Regions from separate parts of the Mus musculus genome. Here region 2 is linked to region 1. The links are chromatin contacts, called in public capture Hi-C maps. All regions are on one chromosome and are shown on one strand. The core of a region is the stretch at or near the end of the contact, and the rest is flanking DNA. Distances in the headings are between cores, read along the strand shown.

Region 1 (7,788 bases), core at 1,593-4,092:
CAAACTTGCCTGGACAGTCTTAATTTCTGGGTGGCCCCACAACCAAAAGAAAGAGAGGATGCCTTGCTATCCAATAGGACCATACCCCACAGGTCTCCTTATCACCCCTGCCCTCACAACCTATATCTAACTAGCACATGTTCCCCTTCTAGGTGGCTCACATATTTCACACATACAAATATTAGAAATAAATGGTGCCTAGAGTTATCTGCAGCTGCTGCCAAGAGGATCTTTACTGAATGTATATGTATAGATTCTCATACTTATATACATTCTCTCTCTTCTCCCTTTCCTCCTCTTTCCATGCTTCTTCTTCTCCTCCTCCTCCTCCTCTTCTTCTTCCTCCTCCTCTTCCTCCCTCCCTCCCTCTTTCTCTTCCTCTGTCTTGTCCTCCTCCTCCTCTTTCTTTTGATTTTTGAGACAGGATCTCGCTCTCTAGCACTGGCTGTCCTGGAACTCAATATGTAAACTAGGCTGTCCTTGAATTCACAAAGATCCACCTGTCTCTGTCTCCCAAATGCAGGAACCAAAGGTGTGCTCCACCACACCCAGCTGCTGCTGCTTCTATTAAAACCTCTTTTAAAACATTTTTTAAGTATATGAATGTTTTGCTCACATGTCCATCTGCACAGCATGTGTGAGCCTAGTGCCTCTGTCCGTAAGAAGGGGGCAGACACCAGATCCCGTTATGGAAGGTTGTGGACCACTATGTGAATGCTTGGAATCAACTGAGATCCTTTGCAAGAACAAGTGCCAGTAGCTGCTGAGCCATCTCTACAGCTTGCTTAACAAAGACAATAAGATAGAAATAGAAAATATCATAAGATAAAGCTATACCATCTATAGTCTTAGAGAACTGACCTCAAGGCTGAGGGGATGGATCCTTCTATCTGGCTGCCTGCATCTAGAGACTCCAGGACCACAGTAAGTGGGAGGGTCATGTGAGGCAGGAAGATCAGAAGGTCAAGGTTATCCTTTCTTACATAGAAGATTCAAGGCCTAGACTAATACCTAGGAGAATGGGTAAATATTTGACTATTACTTAATCAACAAAACATGGTTGATAATCTACATAGCAACAAAGAAAATTATCTGTAACTGAAAAAAGACTAATGCAAAAGTATCATCACATGATAACAATATATTATAACATTAAGTATTTGTTGAAGCTATCATTGAAAAGAAAACTGTTTAGGGTAATGAAATTACTAACAAGTTATTTTAGTTAGTGAACATCTGCTGCACTAATAAGTTCCTTCTATAAAATTTAAAAAGAAGAGAAAAAGAAGAGAGGGACTAGAACCACAAGGGAGGCAGGCAGCATGATCTGTTACCAGGCCCTGATATCAACAGGTTTGCAGGTTTGCTTTTTCACATCACAACCACCCACACTCCAAACCTCCACAAAGCATATCTCCCTGCCTAGGAGTTCTCATGGAAATGAAGAAAGTATATTCCCTACCCTTGGGAAGATATCCAGTTATGGATAAATAAAATAGCAATTATTTAATCAGGGTCAGCAGACTGCCTCACTGGAATGAGATTAAAGTTTTCAATTGAACAGATATTTGTCTCCTGGACTAGGTGCTGGAGTCCTTAAACAACAGGCAGATCCCAGCATCCGACTGCCAAGCGAACTGATGTGCAGGGCAGCATAACTACGAAGAAATGCTTTGGGACCTTTGCTTCAGACGCTTCCTCCCTCCATTTCTTCCTGCCTTTCAATGCCTAAGGGGAGAAAGCTGAAGAAAGGTGGGACCGATTGGTCCTGCAGTGCTGGGGAAAAGCACACAATGGTCGGGAGTAAACCATTTGCTGGAGCCCAGTGTCCTTCAGAAAAGGACAAGGGTTTGATGAAGAGTTATTACATCAGAGTAAGTAATATTCTCTATAACTTTAATTTTTTAATGGCAATTTTTTGTGGTTTTATTTATTTATTTATTTATTTATTTATTTATTTATTTATTGGTTGTTTTGTTTTGTTTTGTTTTTCAAGACAGGGTTTCTCTGTGTAGCCCTGGCTGTCCTGGAACTCACTCTGTAGACCAGGCTGACCTTGAACTCAGAAATCCACCTGCTTCTGCCTCCCAAGTGCTGGGATTAAAGGTGTGTGCCACCACGCCCGACTTTAATGACTATTTTTAATGATGGTTTTGAAACACTAACTTTTAGTCCACCACCCACTAAAGGTAGTGGAAAAGAAAGGATACAGGAAAGGTAGACCTGTTTAGAAATGGTTCTTTGAAACAACTCCAGTCTGTGTTGTCTGAAAATTGGCAGTTTAGTTCACAGGTTAGCAGCAGCAGCTCGATCCACTCGTAAACACTTAACTGAAATATTAGCAGTCCAGTTTGGTAGAGTGGGGTTAGCACCAACGGTGGCAAGACCTAGCAGGAATAGCCAGGCCTCAGCCTCGGCTAGAGTCAGCAGGAGGGACCAGCGCCAATAAGAACGCCAGGAAAGTTCTCTGCTCTGCCTCCCTTCACTGAGGGAGCACAGATCAGTGAAGACGTGAGAGCGACAAGCGTCCGCTACCTAAGTAAGCCAGGATCCGCCCCCCATGTTTGTCCTTTTCATATTCCCCCTTGTCTCAGCATGTGACTTGTTTCGGCTGACTTCACTCTGCCAATCAACCCGAGTCCAAGGAAGTAGTAAGAAACTGTAGCACACCACCAAAGGTTTTTTGGTATGTTTTTACAAACATAGTTCAACTATGTAATGTAAGGTAGAACAATATGTGCCTGTTGATAGCAAAGAATCTTTCATCATATGTCCTTCTGCATGCTTGTTTTAGTAAAACATCATTTTACCTGTCTGTGTTAGTGAAACATTCTTTCACAAGTGTCTTAGCCTTTCATCTGAGTCCATTCTAACTAAACATTTCTTCACATGTTTGCCCCAGCAAACACCATCCAACACAAATGACTTTCTAAAAAACCCTTAAGTTTCCGCTTCAGTTCTCCCACAGGAATTCGTCATGGGTTTGCAGAAAATGATCAGACATAAAATATATTTGCTAGAAGTCAGTTAGCTAGTACAGGAGTGCTAGTGTGTACCTACAGTCTCACCTCTCGGGAAGGCTGAGGTAGGAGATTAAGAGAAGGCTAGCCTGAGCTATAGCAAGACTTCATCTCAAAAAATAACAAAACTGCGGGCATGGTGGCGCATGCCTTTAATCCCAGCACCTGGAGGCAGAGGCAGGTAGATTTCTGAGTTCGAGGCCAGCCTGGTCTACAAAGTGAGTTCCAGGACAGCCAGGGCCACACAGAGAAACCCTGTCTCAGAAAAAACAAAACAAAGATAGGTGTGGTGGGTGGGTGGAAGCTGGAGGGTCAGGAGGTCAAGGCCAGTTGCAGTTATGTCTGAGGTCAGCCTGAGCGCTACAGGAGAGCTTGCTTCACAGTTCTCTTTCTTAGCAGGGCAGTGGTGTCGCACTTTAATCCCAGAATTCTAGAAGCAGAGACAGATCTTAAGTCAAACCCAGCATGGTCTATCTACAGAGTGAGTTCTGGGACAGCCAAGACTACACAGAGAAACCATGTCTCAATAAATAAATAAATAAATAAATAAATAAATAAAGTAATACTCCCAAGTGTTACAGAGTTTTGGTAAAAATCATATATAAGTAATAATTTATGTGACCTGTTAGAAGAGCAATTTAACAATACATAAGCAAAAACTACAATTACAACTTCCTCTAGGATCTACTAGTTTTTCTAGGAACTTTTACCAAATACTTTAGTAAGGAATAAAAAACATCTTAATTTTGAATGGATTCTCACCAAGTGTAACTGACCAATTAGAATTCTTTAAAAGATAAAAATAATATATAATTTTATACGACTATAGCAAAATTAGAAGGTAGAATTTCTTGCCTTTAGCAAAATCCTACATTAAAACATAGCAACTGAACACCATAGGATCTGAGTGAATATACACCATATGGATACATACATGTCCATTTGTGCACATGGATGTGACTGTCATTTCTAGATAACTACAAAAAAAATAAAAAGATGTTAACTCACTGACCAATTCTAGTATCAAGTTTAATGCTTTCATAAGTTCCCTAAAATGATGGATCTCAACCCATGGGATTATCTGCTATGCTTTGGATCTTAAATATCTCCCAAGGATTGGCATTTTGAAAGCTTGGTTAGCAACCATGGCTGTACTGAACGGTGATGACGCTTAGGAGAAGGAAGTCAGACTAGAGGCACTTTTGAAGGGGATATTTCATTCCTAGCCCATTTTTGTTTCACAGAGGCCATGAGATCAGTTACTCTACCACAAGTTTCCTCAATCAAGTTATGTTGCTTTGTCTCAGGCCCAAAGCAACAAGGCAAACTGATCATGGACTGAATTCTCAGAAATTATTAACCTAGAAAACAACAATAAAAAAAAGGGACAAAACCTTGATTTTTTTGAACCATGATCTCACATTATATATTTAGAATAATGAATTTAAACAATGCTGTTCATATATAAAGAGGTCAGCTGTACTGACTAGCTTCATGTGAACTTGGTACAAGCAAGACTATTATAGGAGAGAGCACCTCAACTGAGAAACTGCCCCACTAGATTGGCGTATGGGCAAGCGTGTAATTGGTTTTCTTGACTGACGATTGATGTAGGAGGGCCAGCTCACTACGGATGGTGTCATCCCTGGGCTGCTGGTCCTGGGTGTCCTAAGAAAGCAGGCTGAGCAAGCCATAAGAAGCAAGGCAGCCAGCAGCGCTCTTCCATGGCCTCTGTATCGGTTCTTGCCCTGCCTTCCTTCTATGATAGACTCATAAGCTAGAAGATGAAATAAACCCTTTCTTCCTCACGTTGCTTTTGGTCATGGTATTTATCACAGAAAAAGAAAGGGCGTGGTGGCGCACGCCTTTAATCCCAGCACTCGGGAGGCAGAGGCAGGAGGATTTCTGAGTTTGAGGCCAGCCTGGTCTACAAAGTGAGTTCTAGGACAGCCAGGGCTATACAAGAAACCCTGTCTCAAAAAACAAAAAACAAACATACAAAAAAAGAAACCCTAGTTAAGACAACTAGATATCAGTTTAGAATAGCCCCTTAAAACACAGCATCGCTTTTTCATTGCACATTCAAGGCTTGCCCAGGCAACTTAGTAAGGCTTTATCTCAAAATAAAAAGCAGAAAACGGGCTTAGGGTGGTATTCAGTGGTAAAACATTTGCCTAGCATGTGCAAAGCCCTAATTCAATCTCCAGTACTACAACAGACATGGAAGGGAAAGGGAGAAAAGAAGAAAAGGTATACCAGTGCAGGAAACGGTCCTGAGAAATCAGAGTGAAATTACAAAACACATACGAGGGAAGGGCCACCAAAATGATTCAATGGGTAAAGGTGCTTGCAGCCAAACATGCACATGTGCACACACAAAACAGACTGGAGAATGGAAGGCAGAGATTATAACCATGGAATTTTAGAGAAATAAAGATTTGGGGGGAAAGAAGGGTCTATAACAAAAGTGGAAGCTTGTTCATCCAAATAACAGAAAAGAGCAGTATTTTGCTTTTAAAAAAAATGTAGACAACTATGAGATGACTCAATAGTCAGAAAATACATTCAAGTTATTATAGAGGTAAAACATACACAGGGCTAAGTACCTGAACAGAAGAGGACATACCTAGCATGTACCTGAATACACACACACAAAAAGCCATATATACGTGTGTGTGTGTGTGTGTGTGTGTGTGTGTGTGTTAAAACAAACATTTAAATACAGAGGAAACAGAAAGAAAGAAAAAGAAAAGCTCTAAATAGCTAAGACTTGACATTGAATATATGGAGTTTTTTCTTCCCTTTGCATCAAAATATTCAAATTAAAAACAAAAACAAAAACATTTCTTGTAGAGGTTTGGTCTTTTGCTTGTATTGTAATGGTAAATACTGGCCCCCAAGGCCTGGTTACACACAGGGATGAAAGAATCTGCCTATATCCAAGTGACACACCCAAATGAAGCTATGTAACTTTGCCCCCCAAGTTAACCCTGACTGGTGAATAAAGATGCCTATGGCCAATAGCTGGGCAGAAGAGAGATAGGTGGGGTTCTTGGGTTCCCAGGCTTGGGGTCTGAGAAAACCAAGAGGGGGGAAAACAAAGAGAGGAGGAAGCAGCCAAGGAGTAAGTTATGAATACATGGCCACGAGAGCTACCCAGCTGGAACTGAGAGCTGGCCAAATGGAGTGAAGAGCAGTCCAGATAGAACATAGCAAGTTATAATTCAGGGTTATTGATGAGGAATTAGATTATAATGGTATAGAGGGTAGATATCTGCCCAACTCTAGTGTTGATTAAGGCTTATTATAAAAATAAAAGGTGTGTGTGTGTGTGTTTTGTTTTTTTGTTTTGCCTGGGAACTGAATGATCAAATACAGGGTAGAAACCCTCGATTGAAATTAAATAGTTTCAACAACAATTTCAGGTCTGGTAAGATGGCTCAGCAGGTTAGGACACTTGCTATCATGCTTAACAACCTTGACTTTATTCTTAGGACCCACAGAAGCTATACCCACAAGTTGTCTCCTGACCTGTACATGCACGCTAAGTGCCCAAGCACGCATACACTAAATAAATACAACAAATTTGAGCCAGGCTGTGGTGGAGCATGCCTTTAATCTCAGAACTCAGGAGGCAGAGGCAGGTGGATCTATGAGTTCAAGGCCAGCCTGGTCTACCTAAATTTGCTCAGCTCTTATGTGCATCTAATAAATTCCTATGTAAGTACTGACTCCTAAGGTAGATAAAAAAGACCCTTCCATATACATGCTACAACTCTCCTGGACATAATCTAGATTGCTTACAGGTCAGGTGACCCCAAATCACATGTTCTGAATGACTGGCTGTTTCATTCATGAGACACCTGTTGTTCAACCAATTTAAAAAAAGAAAAAAAGCCCAAGGAGTCTCAGCCTTAGATTAGTAGACAAGAAACAGACAAGACAGAGTTCTATGGCAGGCATAGGCATTACACAGGATGTAAATATTGAAGAGGACCTCCAAAAGCCACTGTAGACTGCTGCTGCTCTGCCTGAAAAGTGTAAAATTAACAGGGGCCAGCAAAACAACTGAGCAGGTAAAGGCACCAACGACCAAACTCAAGGCCCAGAGTTCAAGCCCCAGAACCCACATGATGGAAGGGGAGGAACAACTCCTACAAGTTGTTCTATTCCTTCCACACATGTACCATGGCATGTGTGCACATACACACACAAATAAATAAAATGTAAGGCATGAAAAATAATAATAGTAGTAGTAATATTAACAACATGCAAACAACTGAAACAGATGCTCAGCCTCCAGGCACAGCAATTCTGACTCAAGAGGTCTGGGTCAAAGCTTCCTAGTTTCTAGAACATTGTGCTAGTCCAACTCTTGATTTAATGCATAAAAAACTAGAACTCAGAGAAGGGAGTTTATGCACAGGTTACAAAGGCTTGTGCTTATGGGGACACAAAGCTGAGGGTCGGACATACTGAAGGCACCCATGGGGTTCTACACAAGTCACCCCAGTCCCTCTGCTTTACTTACTGTCTCTCAGGGCAGAATTCTCTGCCATTATTACAGTTGTTTTCAGTAGCGTGTTTGCTTTCCTGCCTTTACAAGCCCTCGGTAGGAACTCATTAAATTATTAATTGGCACTTTTAGACTTGGCACTATACTTGGATGTCTGACAGACACCTCACATCTAATAGACCCAATAACAACTTTTGATTTCCTCTTACACACATCCTTACTCAGAAAACGACACTGCCAACCTTCCATGTG
Region 2 (7,788 bases), core at 1,424-3,923, 320 kb before region 1:
ATACTCCTCATAAAACCACCGGGAAGGAAAACTCGTTTTCTAAAGCTTTTCCCTGTTGAAGGTCCCACCCTGCCTCTAGGCAGTGAACTTGAATCAGGTTCAAAAGATGGGTATGGTGGTACAAGCCTGGGACCCCAGCCCTTGTGAGGTGGAGTTTAAAAGACAAAACAAAAACCAGACAACCAAAAGGCTCTGTGGCTGGGCCTTAGTTCAGAGTGCTCACCTAGCATGCAGGGAGGCACCGCATAACCCAGCATGCAGGAGGCACCGCATGACCCGCACAGCAGCACTGACTTCTGACACATGCACATTAACCCGGACGCCTCCGGCCAGCTGACTCACACACAATTCCAGGCCTGCCAGGGCTAGATATCGAGTCGACTCCATCTCTAGAAAAACAAAACAATTCTCAACACTGGAGAGGGAGAGGAAGGAGGGTCAGAAATTTAAGGCTAGCCAGACAGTGGTGGCGCGCGCCTTTAATCCCAGCACTCGGGAGGCAGAGGCAGGTGGATTTCTGAGTTTGAGGCCAGCCTGGTCTACAGAGTGAGTTCCAGGACAGTAAGGGTGCACTAGCGTGTGGATACTCGTGTGTGTTGGTGCACTGGCGTGTGGATACGCATGTGTGTGTGGGGTGCACTGGCGTGTGGATATGCGTGTGTGTGGGTGCACTGGTGTGTGGATACGCGTGTGTGTGGGTGCACTGGTGTGTGGATACTCTTGTGTGTGTGGGGTGCACTGACTTGAGGTTGAAGTTAGGAGCCTTCCTCCATTGCTCTCAGCACTGTCTATTGAGACAAGGTTTCTCCTTGAATCTGGAGCTGCTGTAGGCGATTGGGCTAGCGGCTTGCCCTGCTTCTTGCTGGGATTACAGGCAGGCCCAGACCCGTGGGTCGGGAGTCCCAACTTTAGAATTATACATTTGCAAGTGCTTTTCTTTCCTTTCCTTTTTCTTTTCTTTCTTTTTTTTTTTAACATTTTAAAAGATTTATTTATTTATTATATTTAAGTACACTGTAGCTGTCTTCAGACACTCCATAAGAGGGCGTCAGATCTCATTAGAGATGGTTGTGAGCCACCATGTGGTTGCTGGGAATTGAACTCAGGACATTCAGAAGAGCAGTCAGTGCTCTTAACCACTGAGCCATCTCACCAGCCCGCAAGTGCTTTTCCCTTGCCTGTGTGTGTGCATGCGCGTGTGTCCCAGGCTTGTACCACACACACACCATCTTAAGAGAACAAGAGTTAGTTTATTATTCTAGAGCCCTTTTGAGTGACCATGGTCTGGGAACACAGTAGATTATTCCAAATTCCATGTTTCACTGTGGAAGCAGTTTAATGAAGTTTTTTTGGTTTGGTTTGGTTTGGTTTTTCGAGACAGGGTTTCTCTGTATAGCCCTGGGTGTCCTGGAACTCAGTGAGTACTTTGTAGACCAGGCTGGCCTTGAACTTAGAAATCCGCCTGTCTCTGCCTCCCGAGTGCTGGCATTAAAGGCGTGCGCCACCACACCTGGCAGTATAATGAAATTTTTATGGTTTTACAGAATAAAGTCAGAAATCAGGGCTAATACATCAAAGAACAGGCACAGTGAGATGGGGAAGTCTTCACCCAGGCCCGGGATGCTGTCCCATGACATCCAAGCTTTCGAGTTGGTGGAAGCCAGTGGCCCGCTAAGTCAGTGGATTCTAGAAGGTTTTTCTCTTAGTCACAGGATTAGTGCCCTGTGTTAGCTCTGACACACGAGGACAAGGAATGGCTGTTTTGAGGTTGGAACTGTATCGGGATGGGACCTGCAGCATTCCAGACTCCCAACAGGACTGAAGTTCTCCCAGTCAGTCTCTGCAGACACTGCCCCTTTTCAAGAGTTTCCGTTCACAAGAACCATCTCCCTACCCACCCACCCCCAGCCCCACCCCAAATTATTTTTGTCTTCCTGTCCTCAGATATACGAAACAGTTACCCCTCTTTATTTATGTGTGCTCCTGGAAGAGTACTCACGTGTTCGTGGAGTCCAGAAGAGGGCGCCAGAGCCCCTGGAATTACTGGTGGTTGTCGGTGCTGCGAACTAAATCCTGTCTCTGGAAGAGCAATGTGCCTTGGCCGCCAAGCCATTTTCTAGCCCCTAACCCTATTTTTAGAAAGCCTGTTCAGTCTACCCTCTAGCTATATAATTTCCACTCTCTCCTGGACAATAGCACAGAGCCTTGATGTGCCCTGACCCTCCCACGCTGTTCCACTCACAGTGCTGTTCTTGGCCCTTGACTGGATGCTATTGCTTCTTGGCGACTGAGTTTGCGTCCTCCCTTCTAAACAGGGCTCCCTCCACCGGCCAGGAACCCCGCTTTGCAGGTGGGGTTGGAGGCTGAGGAGCAGTGGGGCTAGAGGAAGCTGGAAGGGTGGCGCGGAGCAGCCAGGCAGGCAGGAAGGACCCAGGGATGCGCGCCTTCCCTGGGACACCGCGACTGTGGGATGCAGAGCTTTCTGGAGGGTGATGGTCGGGAAGCTTGCTTTCCTTGGAGTCTTTCCTTTCTGACTTGAAACCATAGAACAGACTGCACAACCTCCGGTGTGACAGTTGTGAGTGGCCTCAAGTTTCCTCTGGGCACAGCAGGATGAGACAATTGTTACACACGGATTCAGTCTCTTCCTGGCTGTGTGAGCTGATGGCGCTCCATTCCCGGCCATTGTTTCTGCTGCCACCAGGGAACAGGCTTCTCTGTGACTCACCGCCCTTCCAGCAGCTGCCTCTTTGAAGCTTCTTGCTCCTTTTCTCCTCTCTCTCCCTCTCCACCAGCCTCACCGCCCCCCCATGGCTACTTTTGTCCAGAAGTTTACCCCTCTTGCTGATCTGACCTCTAAAGGGCATCTGTAGTGAACTTGTCTGAGTTACATGATCTTCCCTTTTGAATGCCAGCCTAGCTAAGTGGGTCTGGTGGGGGGGGGGGTTCCTTTGTCTTTTGGCCACTGAAGCTCCCAGTGGCAATGTCTACGTCCACTGCAAGGGATCTGTCTTGCTTTATGCATTGCTGTAGTCTGGGGGTCTCAAAGTGACAAGGCTTAAAGGCTTACTTTCCGGTGTGGGACCTTTGGGAGGTGGTAGGAACTTTCGAGTGGGGGTCATCTGGCTTGGAGAGGCATGTCCAAAAGAACATGGTGGGACTCTCCTCCACTCTCATTCAGTTCCACACCCAATGTCCCACCACAGCCCAGATGCCACGGCCTGAAGCCTCCCTCTCCTTTTGTCTCAGGCATTTGTCAGTATAATGGAAAGCTGACAACCTGTATGTGCTACCTGGGATTCAGAGTACCCTTTAAATCCTACGCTGGGTCTGTCAAATGGGACCAGGCTCCAACCTTGCCTTGCCCAGCGCCTCTTCCCTTTGCTCTCTGTCCTGTTCTCCTCGTGACAGTTGAGAACATCACCTCCTTCTCTGGGCTTAGCAGGTGTGGAGCTGCGCACCTCTGTGTTGTCACTCAGCAACGCCTGGCTTTCGTTTATTCTTTAGTTACAGCCAGTCGTATATTAAAGGGTCGCAGTGTTAGGAAGACTGAAGACCACTGGTCTAGAAGTTTGGTGTGTTTCTTTTCCTTTAAAGACCATCTTGTCTACCTTGTAAATTTTTTTTTTTGAGACAGGGTTTCTCTGTGTAGCTCTGGTTGTCCTGGAACTTACTCTGTAGACCAGGCTGGCCTCGAACTCAGAAATCTACCTGCCTCTGCCTCCCGAGTGCTGGGATTAAAGGCGTGCGCCACTACGTCCGGCTTACCTTGTAATTCTTATAGCTTCTTTTAGCTCTAAAAATGTTAGGCGTGCTCATGGTGAAGCACCAGCCTCCTCTTCTTCACGGCACTGGGAGGGGGTAAGATGTCTCTTCCTCGATGTTATCTTAGGTCAGGCATCTTCATGCAGGACAAAGAGCCCGTGTTCTTCTCTACAGTGGAGTCTGTGGTCAAACTGAAGAGCCATCATATATTCTGGCTCCACCAGACCTTACAAAGTTGTTTAGCTTCCAGTTTGTTCTACAAAAGAGTTGTCTATCCCAAATTTAGAAAGAGTACTTATTAGGCAATACAAAGAAATGGCAACAAATAACTTCTTAAAAACAAATAGTTTAATTTCATCCAGAAAAAAATACAAGTTTAAAATGAAACTAACATTTCGACATGTCATTGAATATCATCTTTATAGTATTATGCTTATTCAAAATGTGAGGAGATAGACCCTTTATATTTCTAGACTCAAATACCCCATGTTAGTTGTAAAATATCAGCTGCTAGGTACCCAGGTTTGCTTTGCAGGGCATATTTTATAGAAATGGTATAAAATGAGGCAGGCTTTTAGAAATTCAATTATAAAATTTTAGGGAAAAAAAATGGTCAAATCCAATTTTTCTCTGAGAAGGCACCTGTAAAACTCCTGACAGCAGCTGCTCAGAGCTTGTCTGCAGACGTGGCTTCTCTGTTACACACTAGAGTGAGACCCACTACATAAAGCCTTCCCCACTAACATCAAAGAGGAGGGTTTAACATATTCCATAGTGTGGGAAAAATGCATCATTTTAAACTTATAAATCTGCATTTATGAAAATAGGTCTGTAACCAAATCACGCACACACAAGTCATGAATTTGGTCAAGGCATCTGAAATTGGCTTTGAAGTATTTTTAAATTCATAGAAAATATCAAATGTCTAATAAAATAAATAAAACATGTAATAATCGGGAGAATCAACCTTAAATGTCTGCCTCGTTTGCTAGTGGACTTAAGAGAGACGTCCCTTGCAGCAGTGTTCCACAACCTGCAACCACACCTCCCCAGATGCTGCTCTGCAGGCACATGGTCACTGCTAGGAGAGCCATGGTCACCTCTGCAGGGTTCCCAGGGCTGTGGTAACACAGAGTCCAGAGTCGATACAAACCACAGCTCTTGGGGGCCTCACTAAAGAGCCTTGCAGCAAGCTATGGTGTAGATGTGGTCACAGAAGGTGGGCATCCCATGGGCTTTCAAAGGCTCTGCAGATGAGGGGGCAGCTCTGGCTAACAGTGAAAGGGCTAAGAAACTGCAGAGACCAGGCAGGACAGCCACAGGCCAGGCGTGTACATCACGCTACTCTGGAGGGGGGCGGAGGCTTCGAAGCTTCTTCTCATCCAGTCCTTTCCAGTACCTGAAGTTGTCATCTAGGTGCTGCATAAGGTTAGGCAGGTCAACGAAGGCTGGCGAGAGAAACAGGGATGCAGTGTCTTCACAGCCTTTCTTTATGAAAGGTTCCAGCTTCCTCATTTTCTTTCTAGGAATGGAACTTGGACTATCTACCACAGAGCTCTGCCCTGTCCCAGCATTTTACGAGGGACAGAAGGGAGCTGGCAGTGATGCCAAAGTCTGGGAGGACTGTGGAGTACAGGGAAACCTCTTCTCAGCCCACCCCTGTCTGCAGGCTCTGCAACTCCTCCTCTGGAGGAGCACAGCCCTCAAGGCACAGGAGCTGGGGACAGCCTTCGGACCCTCTTCTGGGTACCAACCCTCCGGAATGACTACTTTCTCTCCATTCCATCCTGAAAGTCTAAACCCCACATGCTTCTTCCTAACTAGTGGTGACTCTTAAGGAAGAAGTGCTGGGCTGGCTCCTTACCATCCCAGGCATCAAACATGTCTGTGATGAAGTAATCGATGAAGGAGATCTGAGACTTGGGAATGCTGCAGGTGTTTCTGTCAAACACGGGCATCACCACAGGCAAGTCCAGCTGTTTCTCTTCATCAGTCTGTGAGGCAGAACACCAGTGGTCTCAGATAGGAGTCCTGGCCTGCCTTGGAGCAGCCCCACCCAAGTACCTGAGAACCCCACAGGCTGGCTTGAGAGCCCAGTGTAGCACCAGCCAGGCAAACCAGATCTGCCAGACAGCAAGCTGGTCCCAGAGTGAGAACCCTGAGGACACCCCAAACATTTTCATAGCTGGAAGCTTCCTTGCTAATGTCTCTCAGGTCCTGTCACTCGCTACCCAACATCCTCCTAGCCACAAATGCCCAATGTGCCCACACTGGTGCCATATGTGAGCAGAAACATGGCCCTGTCCCTGGATGGGCCTCAGCTATGACAGTGCTGCCTTGTTGGACACACTATAAACAGACCTACTAACCAGTAACTACTACTAACCAGTAACTACTACTAACTAGTAACTACTACTAACCAGTAACTACTACTAACTAGTAACTACTACTAACTAGTAAGGAGACTTCACTGGTCCTAAAACCTCCCAGTGGAGAGAAGGCAGGAGACTGCCTCACCTGTAAAGTCTAACAAGAGTTTGTAAAATCAACAATCTTTCTCAAACTCTTCAAAATTAAAAAAACAAAATAAAATCACAGAGAGAGCATTTCTCATTCACCTTAGAAAGCCTAATAACAGACAGACAGACCCCGAAAACAAACCCTACAAACCAATATCCACGTAGAGATTGATAAAGAAAATTCCAGCCAAGATACTGGTACAAATTGAGCATGTGGGAGGAGTTGGGCATGACTGGGTTTCCTGAGTTCGGGCTTGCTTCACTGCACTGTGGTACAGAATGCAGAGGCGGGAGGGTGGGGCTAAGGCCTCAGTCCTCAGAGGGGACTCCGAGTTCACGGCTTGGCTACTTAGTTCCAGGACAGCCTGAGCTACCAAGTAAGGCAGGTCTAAGGGTTTACGGCTTGGATGGCTGAGCAATTGCTTAGCACACAAGGCCCTGGATTCAATCCCCAGAATCAGATAAATGGAGCATGGTGGTCAGGAGGGTCAGCCTTGGGTAATGGAGGTCACACCAGGCTGGGGTGGTGGCACATGTGTAGTTTAATTACGTGGAAAGCAGGAAGCTTTAATGCCAGCCTACAATGTTAATAGTGACGCCCTATCTCAAAAAGGAAAAAACAAAAACAAAAAACAGTTCTGTATACCCCGAAAGGGTAAATCTTAAGTCACGACAAAAGAGTTTGTTCATCTGGTCACCAAAGTGGCAGCTGCGCTTTTTCTGCAGCTTTTGATATCTGTTCCACGCCTGTCATCAACAGTTCATGTTGTTAGGTGTTCTGGGGTGTGTGTGTGTGTGTTGTTTTAATACAGGATTTAATTTCTAGCTCAGATTATAATGGGACTCAGTTTGCCACTGACATGACCTTGAACTCCTAATCCTCCTGGCCTCCAGCTCCAAAGTGCTGGGATCCCATTTGCACAGGGCCACAGCTGGCCTCAGTAGTTTCAATTTAAACCTTTCTTCTGGTATGTGCTACAATTTCACTTTTTAAAATTTCTCTGATGATGCAAGGTACTTCTTCATGTAATTATTTGCAACTCATACTATGTTTTATGAAATGGCTACTGAAATATTTACTTATTTCTAACTGGGTGGCTTGTGTCACTACTGAGGACAGTCCTTTGTCAGAAGTGACTTGTATTTTCTCACAATCTGTCCTGCTTACTCATTTTTTAGCATAATTTTTTAAGCTCTAATGGCATCTAATTGTCTTAGTTAGGGTTTCCATTGCTGTGAAGAGACACCAAGACCAAGGCAGCTCTTACAAGTGGTATTTCATTGGGGCTGGCTTTACAGCGTCAGAGGCTGAGCTCATTATCATTACACAGGAAGCGGGGAGGCCTGGTGCTGGAGAGGAGCTGAGCATTCTCGTCTTGATCCACAGGCTTCCAGGCAGCTGTGTGTGTGTGTGGGGGGGGGGGGGTCTCAAAGCCCACCCCCACAGGGACACACTTCCTCCAACAAGACCACACCTCCTCCTAATAGTGCCACTCCCTGGGCC

Evidence for each region. Capture Hi-C pulls out chosen DNA fragments and counts their contacts.
Region 2: a contact with region 1 is called in a capture Hi-C map of embryonic stem cells, with 2.4 times the contacts expected there. The contact joins two enhancer-like sites. A contact is called at or near these places in 2 of 115 datasets of contacts at active chromatin or transcription factors (astrocytes and embryonic stem cells) and 3 of 9 other capture datasets (adipose tissue, embryonic stem cells and liver).

Annotation. Positions count from the first base shown.
Region 1 is chr7:81,015,260-81,023,047 of GRCm38.p6, reverse strand. The region is part of intron 2 of Zfp592 (zinc finger protein 592); the gene reads right to left. Among named protein-coding and RNA genes, the nearest start is that of Zfp592, 25 kb to the right of the region's middle. Within about 2 kb of position 2,842, at least 7 of the 459 cell types and tissues checked have an H3K27ac peak or open chromatin away from gene starts, as enhancers often do. A contact at or near this core is called in embryonic stem cells, where this site is marked.
Region 2 is chr7:81,330,841-81,338,628 of GRCm38.p6, reverse strand. It overlaps Pde8a (phosphodiesterase 8A), which reads right to left. Exons shown (of 22, transcript NM_008803.3): 21 at 5,630-5,759; 22 at 4,094-5,213. The coding sequence ends at 5,107. Among named protein-coding and RNA genes, the nearest start is that of Rps17, 10 kb to the left of the region's middle. Within about 2 kb of position 2,673, at least 49 of the 459 cell types and tissues checked have an H3K27ac peak or open chromatin away from gene starts, as enhancers often do. A contact at or near this core is called in embryonic stem cells, where this site is marked.